Linked DNA regions of Ovis aries: region 2 is linked to region 1. A link is a contact called in public Hi-C data. All regions are on one chromosome and are shown on one strand. Each heading gives the region's core, a stretch centred on a gene start, on an enhancer-like site or on the middle of the called end of the contact. The rest is flanking DNA. Distances are from core to core; before and after follow the strand shown. Region 1 holds the start of NDST1 (N-deacetylase and N-sulfotransferase 1). Region 2 overlaps NDST1 (N-deacetylase and N-sulfotransferase 1).

Region 1 (5,348 bases), core at 1,845-4,344:
GTAACTCTGAGGACTTGAGAAGAGCCAGAAGAACTATCAGGGATGGGGAGTTACCCCGGCTCACAGCCTCCCTCCCCCCAACCCCTCAGCTCCATTGATGAGATGCTGGCCTTGCCCAGCTTGGGCAGGAGGATAGCTGGTGGCCTGACCGGCCTCGTGTAGCCTGTCTCCTATCACCTCCTTCACCTGCGTACAGCCTGCTCACTCCAGCTGGCCCTCAGGATAACATCCCTTCCATTGGACTCCTAATAGCAGGTCACCCATAAGCTGCTCCCAATCTACCTCTCCAGCTTTCTTGCTCACTCCTTCCTTCCTGTTTCTTCCCCTTTCCCCCTACCCCTGTCCATGCAACACTCAGCTTTTCCTGAATGCTTTCCATGTGGCCTGTAACAGGTTGTTCCTTATACCGGGAATGTCATCTCCTCACCCCGATCCCTTCCGGTTTCTCTAGATCCTGCTCAGAGGCTGCTCCCCTCTTACTGTGGGCCACAGCACTTGCCCTAGGTCTGAGGTGATGGAGGAGCAGGGCATCTTGACAGTGTCCCGCAGAACCTCCCAGGGTATGGATTAGAAATGCGAGTTCTCAGTTCCACCCAGACCCAGGGAGGCCGATTTCCTGGGTGGGGCCTTTTTGCAGGCTTTCTGGGTGACAGTGAGCTGGAGGGCCTTGGGCCCTCAGCTCAGGAAGCCTCTGGACACAGAGAGGGTCATGCAGATCATTTCCAAACACACCGGGACACTTCTTAAGAGTGCAGATCTGTGTTCTTTCAACCCTGCACCTGTTACCAAGAACACAGGCCCTGACACAGGGAAGACGCCTGCAGGACCTCATGTGGATGAAAACGGTTTTCTAAAGCAGATTTGAGCGTAAGATTTTGGGGCTTGTTTAACCTGCCCAAGACCCAGACTGTATTCAGGGTTTTTAGATCGTTGACTGCAGGAACATGGGTCATGAAAGAGAATTTGCTGGTGGATGCTGATTTCCCTGGCTAAACTGATGGCATGGCTGGAGTATGCCCTAGGAAGTCACAAGCCTATCTTTGAACAAGGCCTGCAGTTTGGGCCTGTGGTCACCAACCCTAGGCTAAGTCCAACAGACTGTGCTCCATCTAAAGCTGTCACATGGACATGACTGGTCTTGAGCCTGGTCCCACCCCTCAGCCGCATACCTTGCTCAGGCCTTTGAGTCTTTCCCTCTCTGAGACATGAGTGGGCTGGCTGAAATCCCTTCTCCCTCTCAACCCCTCCCCCCTCCCCACCGCAACCGCAGGGAGGTTACTCTTTAGGGAAGTTGGGGTGAGTCTGTCTTACTCTTTAAGTGACCGGCTTAACGTTTTTACCTTTCCTGGCTTTGCTATTTTTTTTTCACATATTTTTTGTTTTATTGCAAGATATTCACTTTACAGTATTGTGCTGGTTTCTGCCACACATCAACATGAATCAGCCACAGGTATATATTTGCCCCCTCCCTCCTGAACCTCCTTCCCATCTTCCACCCCATCCCACCTCTCTAGGTTGTCACAGAGCGCTGGGTTGAGCTCCTTGTGTCACAAAGCAAATTCTCACTGGCTGGCTGTTTCACGTATGGTAATGGATATGCTTCCATGCTTCTCTCTGGATCCTTGCCACCCTGCCCCTCCCACACCATGTCCACAAGTCTGCTGTTTGTCTCTCCACTGCCGGCCTGCAGACAGGTTCATCAGTACCGTCTTTCTAGACTCCATACATGTGTGTTAATATACAATATTTGTCTTTCTCTTCTTTGACTTACTTCACTCTGTAAAATAGACTCTAGGTTCATCTACCTCACTAGTACTGACTCAAATGCATTCTTTTTTTAAAGCTGAGTAACATTCCATTGTATGTATGTACCACAGCTTCTGTATCCATTCATCTGTCAGTGGACATCTAGGCTGCTTCTATGTCCTAGCTACCGTAAGAAGTGTTGCAACGAATAATGGGGTGCATGTGTCTTTTCCAGGTATGGTTTTCTCAGGGTATATGCCCAGTAGTGGGATTGCTGGGTCATATGATAGTTTCATATACATATATATATATATATATATTAAGCTTTGCTCCTACAGTGAGGTAATCTTGAGCCTCTGAAGGCCCTTAGGAAACCACCAATCTATTGCTTTCCAAATTTGCTCTAGTCTCACTCCAGGCCTATGAGTCAGACCTGTAGGGTAGGGTAGGGGCCTGGTGATCTACATCATTAAACAAACTCCTTATGGCTCCTAATCAACCAATCAACTAATGACCCAGCCCCTCATTTTACAGACAGGCTCATGAATGGCAAAAAGCCCCACCTGGAACAAATACATCTGTGTGCAGGCTCCTGCTCTCAGCCACTTAAGAAACTCCCAGAAATCATTTTGTCTTTCTGGGCCTCAAGGTTCTCATCTGTTTAATGAGGATGACCACTGTAATCCTGCCTAATTTGTAGGGTCCTTGAGATCCTTGAAATAACACTGGAGGTAGGAAACTGAGGCTCAGTGGGAGAAGAGATTTGCACAATGTCATCCATCTCTTCATCTGCCTGTTACGTGCCAGGCGCTGGGAATTCAGCTGGGAACAACTTGTTGGGGAAGATGATTCTAGTAAACAATGAAACCAATAAATGAACAAGATAATCACGATAAAGGGAATAAAGGGGTTTTTGAGGGTAAGGGCAAAGGGGTAGGGGTGCAGGGAAGAACTGCGCACGCAGGAGGGGTCACTCCAGCAGAGACCTAGTTGTTTGGGAGCCGTCAGAGGAGGCCCTGGAGGGCTGTCACAAGCCTAGTGGCGGCAGAGCCACGAGGCCCCTTCGGGCCCGGCGGGCCGCTCCCAGGGCCCTTGGAAGCACGGCGGGCGCGGGTCTTTGTCTCCCTCGGTCTCTCTGCAGCGTCTCCGACCCCCCAGTACTGTTCCCTCCTTGACCCCGAATAACTTGTTGGCTTCACTCGGGCTTTGTTTCCTCGAGGTCACCGCCTCCGGGACTCCCGGCAGCCGCCTCGGGCCCTCGTGGGTCCAGCATCTGACACCCCTCCCGCCCCCGCCCCCTACCCGCTCCGAGACTGGGGTCAAAGGCAGCCCGCGTCACGTGGTCGCCGAGCAGCACCGAATCGGCCGGGAGAGCCGAGGGAGAATCCGGGTGGAAGCCGAGAAATCCAGCCCCGATAGCAGCGCCCAGTCCCGCCCCGGCCCCCGCCCCGGGGTGCTCGCCGCACGCCCGCCGGCCGCTCGGGCCTCCGGCGCTGATCTCCGGCCGGCACCCACGCTCCATCGCGGGATCGAAACCCGCCTCCACCGCCGAGATTCGGGGAGGTAGGCGCCGGGCCGGAGGGTGTTAGGGGAGGCAGGTGGGGGGGTCCCTTGGCGCGCGGGTTCACCCCTCTGTGCTCCGCGGGCCCGCGCGGGGGCGAGGTGGCGCGCCCCAACTTCCAGCCTCCTGGGAGACCCCCTCACCTCCCACCGCGGGACGAGGGGGAAGGCTGAGCGGTGCCCCAGCGCAGTGCCGGGGGCCGGGACTGGGGGCTGGGCACCGGGAGGGAGGGCCTAGGGGTGGAGAGCCTGCGGAAGGCGGGGCGGCGGCGGCGTGGAGCGGGGGTGGGAACGGCGGGAGGCGGCCGCGAAGGGGTTAACCCCGGCCCGGGCCAGTGCCCCACGGCGCGCGCTCGGCCCGGGGGACCCAGGCGTCCGGCGGCTCGCCGGGAGCGCCCCGTCCCCCGGGTGGCGCCCTAGCCGAGGCAGGTAAGAGGCTGGGAGGGCCGGGGCCGGCCAGTCCCCTGTCGCCGAGCCGGCGGGGCCCGAGTCGAGCCGGGCGTGCAGGCCGCGCGGGGCCCGAGTGGCTGCCGGCTCAAGTTTGGTGCGGGCGGGCGCCGGCCGGGCTTGCAGCGTCCGCGGGGCCCCGCGCACGGGGGTGGGAGGACAAAGGGGTGGGGGACCGCGCGGGGGCCAGGGGCAGGCCGGGGTGCGGGCGAGGGCAGCGCGGCAGCTGTAGGTCACGGATAATGTCACTCACGAGGAATGCCCCCTCCCCCTCCCCACTCCCGAACAGGGGAAACTTTTGTCTAGCGAGGGAGGGGGTTAGAGGCCGGTCCCCGCTTCGGGAAGGGTAAGGCAGCCGGACCGGTTTTCCCTGGGTAGTGATCCGTCTGGTCTCTTAACTCCTCTCCTCCCTCAGGTTCTCGGGAGCAAGGACACCCCCGCTTTGAACGCTGCCCTTTAACAACCTGGGACGAGGTAAGAAGGGGGCGTATGTGGACGCGAGGGCTCTGGGACAAACTGGGAAACTGGGCACTGGCCTCCTGGCTCTTTCCCAGACTCAGGCCCCGGTGGGTCAGCGAGGAGCCATGCCAAGCCCAGGGGATACAGAGCCCCACCATCACACCCAGCTGCTGTACCCACCCGCCCAGAGCATTTGGAATGGCCTGGGCATTATTTTCCCTGGTTTGAGGTTCAGATTGACCTGGGTGCCTGTCACTTCCCAGCTCTGTAAGCTTGGGCTGATTTCTTACCTTCCCCTAGCCTCAATTTTCTCACCTGTAAAATGGGCAAAGTGTAAGAATGGGCCAGGATAAGAATGAAATGAGAACCTGGGGTACCTTAGTAAACAGGAGAATGCTTATATTCAACAAGTATTTGTCCTGTGTGTATTACACGCCAGGCCCTGGGCTAATTGCCTTATATACTTTATCTTGTTTAATTCTACCATGTGACTATCAGCAAGATTTTACAGAGGGGCAAACTGAGGCACAGAAATCGGGAAGGTTACACAGGTGAGAAGCGGTGGAGCTTGGATTTGACTCCCCTCCCCCAGCCTGAGTCTCACAGGGCTCTATAAAGTCCTGCTGTGACTGATCTTATTTTCCTCTGAAATTATCAGGACACCCTTGGCCTTTCCCTTACCCCCAGGTGTTGCTCCTTCTGTTCAGTCTCGTAAGGGCTGACGTCTTGTGCTTTGGTTCTTATTATTGTGGGAGGCTGGAGCCTGGGCCTGGCGCTGGATAATGGTCCAAGTTCTGTTGCTGGCTGGGTCCATGGCAGCAACTAGCTTGTCGTGCGGGTGGTGCTCTGCCCAGGGACAGCTGGTGGCTGTCTCTTCCCAGTACCCAGGGAACCGAAGAGCTTTCCAGCTCCATTCGGACCAGGTCACTTTCAGATCAGCAAGGGGCAGAGGTAGGGCCAGGAGCGGAGCCCTTGGGGTGATGAGAGACCTATGGCCAAGGGACTTACATTCCAGGTGTCCTCTGGTGTGACTCATTAGCAGGGTCCTCACTGCAAAAGTAGTGGGCTGCTTTGGTGCCCCAACCCCAAGCGTCCTTGAGGATAGTCAGGAAGGGTGGATTTTGAGCCCATGTCTC
Region 2 (5,348 bases), core at 1,240-3,739, 69 kb after region 1:
CAGAACTTGTCACTTTCTCTAACACATTTAGTTAGAAGATGGCATATCCAGGTCTGGAACTCTGGTCTCTGTGCCGCCAAAATATATACTCTGAACCACCGAACTCTGAGGTCTCTTCTCTTCTGAAACCTCTCATTAAAGCATATTAACCGTAGATCCATGTAGGAAAGGAATGGACCCTCTAAAGGGAGAGGGTCAGCCCTGTACTGTTGAATGGGGAGGGAGTGTGAGTGAAGGAAGGGCACTCAAAGAGGAGGCATCTGGGCCAGATTTCTTAGCCCTTCAGGAATTTCCCAGCAGGCTGGCGAGTCTGGAACTCCCTTGTCCTTGAGTTCCTCCCAAGTGCTAGAGAGGACCAAAGCCCAGGGCTTGAAGGGGCCAGCAGAAACCATCTTCTTCTGGGGTTTTGAGGGGACAGTAATCAAGTGAATGTGAATGCCGGAGTACAGTGCTGAGAAGGATTCTGAGGCCAAGTCTTTGTGATGAAGAGTGCTGTGATGGGCTAGTGATGTCTGCAGTGGATTCAAGAGTTGGGGCGCCCACCTATAAGCTCTGTATTTGCCTGTCCTGAGTTTAGTGTGTTTCCCTCATGGTAGAGACGAAGAAACTAAACCCAGAGAAGAGAAGGGACTTTTCCAGTGTCTCCCAGCAAGTAATGGAGAGCCAGGACCAGAACTCAGGATTTCAGACTGTCTTTTCACTGGGGGCCTGGGCCCAGGTCTCACCCGCCTTCCTTCCCTGCAGGCACCACGGCCCTCTATCTGTTCCTGGGCATGCACCCTGACCTCAGCAGCAACTACCCCAGCTCCGAGACCTTTGAGGAGATCCAGTTTTTTAACGGCCACAACTATCACAAAGGCATCGACTGGTGAGTGGGTCTTTCTGTCAGCAGTGGGACAGGACGGCCGCCATGGAGGCTGCCAAGGAGGAGGTCTGCTGAGGCCACAGCAGGAAGCAGCTGGCGCTTGCTCACACGCAGCCAGTTCCTGTAAACAGGGACAGAGTGCGGTGACCCTTGAGTCATGATGTTGGAGCCTGCACACAGATGGGACACTTGATGAGGAAGCCCTTTGCCCCTTTGTATTATTGCCTGGACTCAGAATACTAGACGTTAGAGTCCCTCCCCTTCCTTGCCTTCACGAGTCCAAGAAGAGAAGAGGGACACGCCTGAGGCCCTGAGAGCTGAGGACAGAGCAGGGGTTAAAAATCCAGGGGTTCTGACCGGAAAGCTGGCCCTTTCCACTGCGTGTGACTGACCGTGTAGCAGGAGGCGTTCTTGTGAGCCCTTCAGAGGTGGCTTGTTAGGTCTTCAGGGAGTCTCCTGGGAGCGTGGCTGGAGTTGTAGATTCCTACCAGAAGCTGTCGCCAAGAGGCTACCCCAGGGTGTGGGTGCTGGGGGGATGCTTCCACACCGTGTTTCTTATGTTTGCCTCTTTCTTATTTGTCTTTTCTAACCTTATACGTGTATTGTTTATCATTGTTTTTATGTCTGTGGTTTACCTGAGTAGAGGCCTCATGAGCATTATTCTGTTTTCTGGTATTTCTCTGTGTATTACCAGCAGCCTCTTTCTGTTTCTTCCTTCCAATCATCTGTCAGGCAATCTAGCTGTCTTTTTCTCTCTCTGATACTGCCACAATCTCTTATCTAAAATCCATTGTAACCAGATGCATGATTGGAAGTCACCTCTTTCTGGATTTAGAGGGACATAGCATATTTAACAGCACCTTCACCAAGGTCTGCGGCAGCACCCATTAGCAAGTTTATTAATATATCTGTAGCAAAGTATGTGAACATTTATGCCAGGTAAGATTCTGAAGTCAGGGTTTGCTGCTGGATGGCTTTGCTACAGACTTAGCAAAAAAGCTGCTTTCTCAGAGCTTTCTCCCTTCAGGTATAACCAACAATGAACTGTGAACATAAAGGTGCTATTTTGTAAAGAAATTTTGGAAATGTGAGAGAACTAGCAATTTCTCAGCTCCACTCCAAATATTTTGTTTGTAGGGGTACAGAAATCCCCCAGGCCCCCGGGTAACTCTGAAATCTGATAAATGGGTCCCTGGGACCACCCAGGAGAAACCTCGCCTCACAGGATAGAGTAGGGATCCTATGCCCTCAACTAAGACGGGCTCTGTGGGCTTTGGTTCCCAGAAACTTCCGAAGCTGTAGCTCCGTCTTGCGTGAGTAGGTACCCCTGGGAGGGTCTGGAGTGTTTATTTTCTTTTCTGAGGGGCCCTCAACCTAGAGGTGATCTCAGGACTGGTGTGGACAGTCACTCTGGGCGGGATGTGGGAGGTTCATCTGGGAAACTGTGAGGTTCACCCATATGAGGCAGGCGGAGTGTGGGGGGACAGATGGTAGGCAGTCAGTCGCCTCCCCTCCTTGTCTGCTGGTCTACAGTAACAGCTTAGAAAGTACCATCAGGTCAGGAAGGAAACCCTGCAGCCTGGAGGCAGCAGAGGGCGTCCTTCCCCTCAGTGCTGGGGTTCCCGGGTCAGAAGCGTCCCCGCTCGCCCCCTAGTGGCAGTAGGGGTTAGGGCTCTGTTAGTTTCACCCTGGGAGCATCCCGTTTAAGAAGAAAAGACACAACCCCTTCCCATGCGTACACACCTCCCCCTGCCCCCAGCCCCGCCACACACATCACACCCACAAGTCTTCAGATCCTCTTGATCCTGAGGTCTCCCCGAAAAAGCAGCTGATTCATAAGGAGTCTGCCAGTGGCCACTCTGCCTCGGATCCTGGCAAGTAAGGGATCCTGGCAAGTAAGTCCTCGTTAGACCCAGAGCAGCGTGCCTGCTTGCATTCTCACGTTCCACCCCTCAGTGAGCCTGGCCCTCCTGGCTGCATTCCCCAGGCCCCTCCTCCTGAATCTTGCCTGTGAGCCCTCTTCTGTGGGCTTCCTGCAGGTACATGGAATTCTTCCCTATCCCCTCCAACACCACCTCCGACTTCTACTTTGAGAAAAGCGCCAACTACTTTGATTCGGAAGTGGCTCCCCGGCGGGCAGCTGCCCTGTTACCCAAGGCCAAGGTCCTGACCATCCTCATCAACCCAGCGGACCGAGCCTACTCCTGGTACCAGGTGAGCTGGGGAGGGGCCCTGGGTAGTGGCACGGGCTGTGTCCTCCACTCAGCCACTAATAAATATCAGCGAACACTTTTCCTGCGTCGTCTTTGTGCTCACCCTCAGCTGGCTCCTGCAGTGCACTGGTGGGTAAGAACAGGGTCCCCTCTACTGTGCTCCCAGCCCAGAGGAGGAGCCGGGCAGAAATCCATGCTGAGTCCCAGCCAGGTTACCTGCTCCCCCTCCCAGCTTCATCTGGGGACCTGCTCTGACTCTGATTCTCCAAGTAGAGGTGGAGGCTGGTTTTGTCTTGCTGAAGCCAGGATTTGGCGAATAGTGATCCAGGCTTCATGCTATCTGTGGCCGCCTCACTGGGCTCTGGGTGGGGCTGGGAATTCAGAGAGGGACAGAACACAGGACCTGCCATTCCTAGTGGAGGATGCAAATGCCTGATCAGGGAAGGAAGTTACCTGGACTGTGGTTTGTGTGAGGGAATGCAGCTTCTAGTTTCTACTTGATTGTGTAAGAACTAGAATTTCCTGTAATATCAATGACCTGACTGAATTTTTTCTGAGCCCCTTTCCACTGGGCTTATAGGAAAGCTTAACCTCGGGTCTTTTGGGGGGTTTCCTCCCCTACCTGCCAGTCTTGCTGGAATTATGCTTATGCCAGAGTGGGGGGCTTCCTGCTCTAGAGCTGGTCCTACTGTAGGCCTGGCCACTCTCTGAGCTTCCTCTCTGGGGCTTCATTGTGACCACAGGCTGGTAGGAGTCTGGGTGCAGATCCCCCAACAGACCTCTCCCCTCCTCTCCCTCCCAAGCCTGGTTACCCTCCTTTTCTGGTGTACAACCCCACTCTTCCTCTCACTTATCTAGGACTTTCTGTCTATACCCCAGTATTCTTTCCTCTGGGCTTTGATCCCGGGGGAACAGAAGCCATTTCCCTTGCGTGCCCTGCTGCCCCCTACCCTGTGCCCCGGCAGTGAGCAGAGACTGACCATCTGTATTTATGAGGGGAGGAAAGAGGCAGGAGAGGGAGGCAGAGGGAAAGCAGCCCTGGGTGGAGGCATCCGGGTTCTGTCCTAATGCACCTCCTCCTCTAGAGGGCGGAGAGCTTTGTGTCTCCTCTCACAGACAGGTTCATCAAGCCGGTGACTAGCTCAAGTTCATGTGCTGGCGTTTTGAACCCAGCTCCTCCAGGTCTAAGCCCCTGTTCTTTCTTCTGTCTGTGGCTGAGGCGGGATAAGGCGAAGGGGGGCTGATTCCTCCCAGGACGGTCCAGGGAGGTCCAAGGAAGGGAAGGGAAGGATGATGGCCTGCCTCAGAGGGGAGATCAGGAGGAAGGGGGCTGTCCCCCAATCCCTGGCCCAGGCTGTGTGTGATGCTCAGTGAGGGTGTGGGGGCTCCTGAGGGTCACCCCTGGTGAACAGGCTCGTGATCTCTGGACTTTGGCACTCTGCAGATGCCGACTGCCTGGGGCATTATTTCAGGGGCTTCAAACCTGGTGTTTTCCCCTTTCCAGTTCTTCCCCAGTCCTTCTGTTTTAGTCTGCTTGGGCTGCCACAGCAAATATTATAGATTGGGTGGCTTAAACAGCAGCACTTTTTTCTCGCAGTCCTGGAGCCTAGAAATCTCAAGTCCAAGACTGAGGTACCAGTCGGTCTGGCTCCTGGTGAGAGCTCCCTTCCTGGCTTTTAGACAGCCACCATGTCACTGTGTCATGGCAAACCACCTCTGTAGTGTCTCTTTGTACCAGGGCACCAATCCTATCACGGGCTCTGCCTGCCTGACTGCATCAAGGCTTGGAGCAGACATTTGTATCTGCCTGGTGTGTGAGCACATAGCTTTATTTTTATTGTATTTATGAATGATTACCTTTATTATCTTTATATACGACAGCTGGTTCTAGTTTTCTGTCTGTGAAGGCAGTATTGAGTTTTATTTTGAAATGCATTTATGTGAATAAGATGTGTCCACATAAAGACAATCCTGTTGATTTGGCTTGTACAGGTGGGCATGGCAGAGACCACAGAGACGGTGTAAAGGGAGCAGCATTCGGAAATTCTGACCTAGGCTGACCCCCATCTTGCAAAGATGGGGAAACTAGGGCTCCAGGGGGCTGTGACTTCCCTGAGGTCAAAGGGTAATGACAGGTAGAGCCAGATCTTGAGGCCAGGGCTCCTGGTTCCAGCTCGGTGTCCTGGCCACCTCCTAGTCACTGCCCCACAAAAGCCTCTCCCTTTGGTGCCTCCATGTGACACACTGACCCTCTCTCCCTGCTTGTCTGC

What was found. A called contact is a pair of places that touch in the nucleus more often than the background predicts.
Region 2: a contact with region 1 is called in a Hi-C map of hypothalamus, with 1.8 times the contacts expected there. The contact joins the enhancer-like site here to the promoter of NDST1 in region 1.

What each region holds. Positions count from the first base shown.
Region 1 is chr5:59,573,656-59,579,003 of ARS-UI_Ramb_v3.0, forward strand. NDST1 (N-deacetylase and N-sulfotransferase 1) reads left to right here and starts at 3,095. Exons shown (of 16, transcript XM_015096147.3): 1 at 3,095-3,309; 2 at 4,169-4,227.
Region 2 is chr5:59,643,467-59,648,814 of ARS-UI_Ramb_v3.0, forward strand. NDST1 (N-deacetylase and N-sulfotransferase 1) reads left to right here. Exons shown (of 16, transcript XM_015096147.3): 11 at 745-868; 12 at 2,905-3,079. Among named protein-coding and RNA genes, the nearest start is that of NDST1, 69 kb to the left of the region's middle. Within about 2 kb of position 2,490, at least 27 of the 54 cell types and tissues checked have an H3K27ac peak or open chromatin away from gene starts, as enhancers often do. A contact at or near this core is called in hypothalamus, where this site is marked.